2 separate regions of the Mus musculus genome follow, and region 1 is linked to region 2. Evidence: chromatin contacts called from public Micro-C data. All regions are on one chromosome and are shown on one strand. Each heading gives the region's core, a stretch centred on a gene start, on an enhancer-like site or on the middle of the called end of the contact. The rest is flanking DNA. Distances are from core to core; before and after follow the strand shown. Region 1 holds the start of Tekt4 (tektin 4). Region 2 holds the start of Hs3st6 (heparan sulfate (glucosamine) 3-O-sulfotransferase 6).

The links. Hi-C and Micro-C count contacts between places; a contact is called where the count stands out from the background.
Region 1: a contact with region 2 is called in a Micro-C map of embryonic stem cells, with 2.2 times the contacts expected there. The contact joins the promoter of Tekt4 here to the promoter of Hs3st6 in region 2. A contact is called at or near these places in 4 of 484 Hi-C or Micro-C datasets (B cells and embryonic stem cells) and 1 of 9 other capture datasets (embryonic stem cells).

Annotation. Positions count from the first base shown.
Region 1 is chr17:25,470,103-25,472,951 of GRCm38.p6, reverse strand. Tekt4 (tektin 4) reads right to left here and starts at 1,362. Exons shown (of 6, transcript NM_027951.1): 1 at 697-1,362. The coding sequence starts at 1,230.
Region 2 is chr17:24,751,655-24,754,354 of GRCm38.p6, reverse strand. Hs3st6 (heparan sulfate (glucosamine) 3-O-sulfotransferase 6) reads right to left here and starts at 1,367. Exons shown (of 2, transcript NM_001012402.2): 1 at 857-1,367. The coding sequence starts at 1,269.

The DNA.
Region 1 (2,849 bases), core at 113-2,612, 720 kb before region 2:
GGTTTTGGTGTTTGTTTAAGAGTCTCATATGTAGTCCAGGCTGGCCTGGAGCTCGTGTTCCTTCCTCAGTTTCCCTGACACTGGGATTATAGTGTATACTAGGAGAACATTGAAGCTCAGGCTCTGGGGTTCTGGGGCTCTGGGGAGAGAGAGCAGATGCCATGGGCATCCACAAGCCCTCCATACATGCAACACTGGCTGGCCCGGCTTTCTACCCTGAACACCAATAGCACTGCAAGGGGCATGCATGGTGGTACGGGGGAGCCTTTGGCTTAGCCAAAAACAAAACAACCTCAGCCAGAAGAATGTGGCGCACGCCTTTAATCCCAGCACTTGGGAGGCAGAGGCAGGTAAATCTCCTAGTTTGAGGCCAGCTTTGGTCTACAGAGTGAGTTCCAGGACAGACAGAGATACACTGAGAAATCCTGTCTTGGAAAACAGACAAACAAAAAAGCCCAAAGCCCACCACCACCGACAACAAAAATCCCCTCAGAGTCAGACTGAACGTCTTTGAAATCTTATGGGCTGGAAGGAATCCCACAAGAGAGAAAGTTACTTGGATGTGGTAGAAATTCCGCTATCTGAAGGATCAGGAGTCCTGCATAGGCACAGTGCTGTGTGAACCCTAAGGCCCTGTGTTATCTCTATGAGAGCCAGAGCCTGCCTCCCACGCTGAGCCCGAGCCACTGGTTGCACCTTCAGTAGCTCCACCTCCACATAGTCCCGGACAAGGTCTGGGTGCTGGCGGCGTTCTCTGCACTGCAGGTTGTCAGTAGCAATGGAGTAAGGCACGGAGGTGGCATCCAAGGCGCGCTGTAGCCGCAGCTTCTGGGCCATCATCAGGTCCGTCTCGGAAGACAGCTCGTCTATCTCTCGCTGCAGCTCTGACTTCCAGCAATGCATGTCCTCCAGGCGCTCTCCCACCTTTCTTGTGGAGTCAAGTTGTGTGCGCTGGGCCAGTGCCCCAGTCTCGGCTACCAGCTGCCCGCTCTCATGCCGCTGCCGCTCAGAGTAGTCCCGGTCTGCGAAGGCCTGGTGGTAGCGGGCATAAGAGTTCTGAAACCACTCGTCCCTCAGGTATTTGGCTGTGCGGAAGCCAGCGGTGGCCAGACCCGAGGACGTGTAGGCGCCAGTATTGCAGGCCACTTCATATTCTTTGCGCGGAAGCTCACAGACATCTATTGACTGTGGGGCCGGCTCCTTGGTCAGGAGCACGCCCGTTTGGGCCATGGTACCCACTGCCTGGCTAAGCAGGAAGGGAGGCGGAATGAAGAGAGGGTCACTGGGCAATTGTCCAGGCACGATCAATGGAGCAGTACTGGTCACTCTGTCCCAAGCAAGGTTCCTGGTTGCCTAAGGAACATTGTATACACCAACTGCCTCCTGTTGCTGAGCAACAGGGTCACTCAAGGGGGAGGAGCAGAACTGCCCTCTTAAAGGGCCAAGCAGTGTCTGGGAACATAGCTGGGTAAAAGGTAAAAATGTTTGCCTCGCAAGAACATGAGTTTGTTTCCCAGGACACAGGTGGGGGCAGGGGGGGATGGGTGTGGTGGCATATGCTTGCAATCCCTGCACTGGGACGGCAGAAACGGTTAATCTGTGGTGTTCACAGGCCAACCAGCCCAACTGTATTTGACGAGTGAAAGACCTTGTTGAAAATAAGGTTGGCCAGGCATAGTGGCAAATACTTCTAATGCCAGCACTCAGGAGGCAGAGACAAGTGGAGCTCTCTGATTTCAAGGATAGCACGGTCTACGTAGTGAGTTCCAGCTTGGTCTGGGCTATATAGCAGGACCCCCATCTCAAACAAAACCCCCAATAACAACAAAAACAGACAAAACCCCAAAATGGATGGTGCTTGAGAAATGTCCCCTAAGGTTTCCAATGCACACAAATACTCATATGCCCATGTGCGTGCGCATGCACAAGCTCTCTCTCTCTCTCTCTTTCACACACACACACACACAGACACACACACACACACACAGGCAATCCCCAACTCTCAACTCTTCACCACACTGTGATCCGAGCCACAGAGGCTCAGGACTTGTTCCCTGGGACCCTTGGGCTCCAGGGCTGGGGTAGTGAAGGGCCTTGGGGTCCAGGGCTGGGGTAGTGAAGGGCCTTGGGGTCCAGGGCTGGGGTATGAAGGGTCTTGAGGTCCAGGGCTGGGGTAGTGAAGGCTCCAAGGTCCCTGACACCCCTGCCCTCCTCCCTGGCTCCTTGGCTCCTTTTCTGAGATGTTCTTCCATGATCTGGTCCTGAGTGTGGGCTTTGCCCTGCTGGAGGAGGACGGAGGAGGTTCTGCCTACTTAACGACCCCTTTGGGTGATCTGTGGGAGGTGGGGGCCATGGAAATGTGAGCAGGTTCCTCAGCCTGAGAAGTGCCTCTCATCCTCAACATTACCCTAAGCCACCCTAGGACTCCACAACTTGGCCCATTGCGCATGTGGTCTGAACCCCGCATGCAGGCCCAGAGGACCAAACATCCACCCTACCTCAGCCTCCAGGACTCACTTTGGGACCTGAACCCATGAGAGTATCCACAGCCACCCTGACCCCATCTATTCCCAGGGCCACTGTGTAAGGGCCAGCCCCTCTTCTTCTTCCTGTATCCCATAGCTGGACTTAGATCAGAGCCTCCTGGGGATTTGGGTCAGTGTTCTGAAGGGGGTTCACCCACTGAATGTATCTGGAGTCACGTATCCTGATCTGCTCAAAAAGGGGAGGCACTTTCTGTCTGGGCAGTTGTTCCCAGGACACTAGTTAGATAGGAAATCCTGCCATCCAACCTGGGCATTAAGAAACCCTAGTCGATAGCCAGTGTGACCAAGAGAGGGCGACATTGA
Region 2 (2,700 bases), core at 118-2,617:
GAAGGGAGGAACCAGAATCTGACCATCCACCAGGACATACTGCTGTACCTGGGGTAGTGCTCCCCACATTCCACTGCTGCATCCCAAGTCCTCCTGTATGTAGAAAGGACAGCTACAGAAGGGTGTATTCCAGTCCCCACCCTTGGGCTAAACCAAAGAGCAGAGTCTCCCTCCTCAAAGCCCAGACCTAACTTTCTTCAGACTCCAGCAGCTATAGAGGGCTCCCTGATGCAGGGTGAGGGAGAGATTCTTAGGGGTGGAAAGGCACTTTCTAGAACACTTCTGGAAACCTGGAGGCCCTTCCAAAATATACTTGACTAGTGGTCAGATAATTACCAGTACTTACCCAGAGTTATAGCAGGGAATGGACAGACACGAAGGGATGATAAAGTGACTGAGCTCCAAGTATCTCTAAGGCTGCCAAGTAGCTCCACCGGGATTATATTGATATAAACCATAATAATATATGGATATATATTAGTAGCTTAGTGGTAGAATACTCGTTTAGTACATTTGAGGCTTCAGGTTCAATTCCCTGACCCTCTAAAAAGGAAAGTCTACCTGCCCAGTTATCTCACTCGCTTGAAACTACTTTCAAGATAGGATCATGCCTCGCTGAGTCCCTTGGCCACCCAACAGGAGAACAGAGTTTTCTCTGAGATTTTCTAATTCCTGCGACCCTTGGCTATAGATGGCCTCTCCTTCGAGGGTCGCTGTGCCCAGGAAATCAAGGCTATTTCCCTAACAGGCTTGTTTTAGACCCAGTGCCCAGGATTCTACCCTACTCATCCTGGGTTCTAAGAAAGCACAGTCCAAGGCACACACCGACGAGGCGCGGACCAGCAGGGACGCTCACCGGTACCAGGCGAGGCCGCGATCATAGCACCTGTCGAAGAAGTGGGGTTCAGAGCCAAGTGCACGGACGTCGGGGTGCAACCGCAGGAACTCCAGCAATGCGCGCGTGCCGCCTTTCTTCACACCCACAATGAGCGCCTGAGGAAAGCGCCGGCGCCCCGGGCCGCTGGCCACCGGCAGGCCGGGTGCTCTCAGACGGAGGGAGGTGTGGGGCGGCTCGGCGGGTGCAGGAACCGGAGCAGGGGCGCGGGCGGCAGGTGGACAGCGGCCGGGGAGGGCGAAGAGGCAGTAGGCGCTTAGCAACAGAACTACGAGCGCCAGCGGAGCACGGAGAGCACGCAGTGCAGTCCCCTGGCCCGTCCCCGCACCCTGGAGGTCACCGGCCCCGCCGCCCAGGCCACCGCTACCTGCCATGGGGTCGCTTCGCGCTCAGGCTCGGGAGCGGGAACCGCAGACAGGTGCGCATCCCGGCTATAGTGCGTCGCCCGCTCAACCCCAGGGCGCCCGGCTTCTGGGTTGAGCTCCGCAGCCTCGCAACCCTGGAGCCGGAGAGGGGCGGGGCGGGGCGGGGCGGGGCGGGGCGGGGCGGGGCGGGGCCGAGACGCCCCTCCCCAGCCCTCGCCTGGGACTAGCGACTCCAGCTAACTTCCAGAGCGACCAGGAGCTATCCCAGCTACCCCAACACTCCTCCTGAGCTGGTCTCCGGTTCGCTTGGCTCCAAAGTCTTCGCTCTTACACTACGGGAATGCGTGGCGCGGAGGGACACAAGACTGGGCGAGTGGGAATCCCCGTTCTGTCCTTTAAAAGTCTATCTCTGCCCCTTTGGACCAGGGCGACAGGTGTGCGGCCTCAGCCCCTGTTTCCCGGAGCCAGGGCCTCATCACCGGAGGACACCGTGTCCAGGAATCGCCTGTGCAGGAAGGATGGAGCCAGGCATACATCCGGCGCGGAAAGGGTCCCCATGCATCTTTGAGCCTGTGACAGGAATGCTTGTTGCATTACTTGCCAACAGTCCACCTAGCCATTCATTAGGGTGGGAGCCCTGCCCTGTGGAGAGAGCTTGTCCGATAGTCGGGCCACCATTTTAAAGTCCTTGTATCAAATAGAGCTGGCCTCCCCAAGATGTCAGTGATCCCTTCGGGAAATTGCAAAGCGGTGACACGCCCCCTCGCCCCCCAGGAGTGAAAAGGCCTGTACTAGGAGGCAGGGGAGGCATCTGGGTTCTGTCTGTGGAGCTTCCTCTGAGCATAGTGAGATTCCCGGGGCCCTCACATGTGTGAAACCTACCAGACACTGCAGAAACTTCTCACCCACCCACCCACCCCCACCCCACCCACCCACCCCCACCCCACCCCCGCGCCTCCATGTCCTGTTCCTGGCTCACCGAGTCTACAAAGCTGCTTACTAGGAATGCAGAGGAGGAAAGACTCCATCCAGGATGCCGAATAAGTTGCCCTGACCAGGGAAAAGGTAACGGCGCCTCTTCTTTCTGCCTCTGTCCGACTTTCCTGGCTGCCCAGTCTAGTCCCTGCCCCAGTACCCTTACTCAGCCTCTGCCCTCGGCTCTGTTTATTAATCAGCAGTCCGTGGGTCTCATGGCATCTGAACAAGTCTCACACTGCAGGCTGCCTCTGAGGGACAGAAAACTCCAATGACCCACAGACATTTAGTTCCCACCCTGAGGGCAGCTAGGTACAAGGGGGACATGCACCACCCAAAACTAGTCCCAGACACCAGAGCTACATTTGCTTGTCAGGGCAAGCTGGTGCCAGCAGCCCTGTGGGCGGGTTTTTAGTCCAGCACTGTCTGGGAAGCATGTTAGTACATGTAGGGACCTAGGAAGTT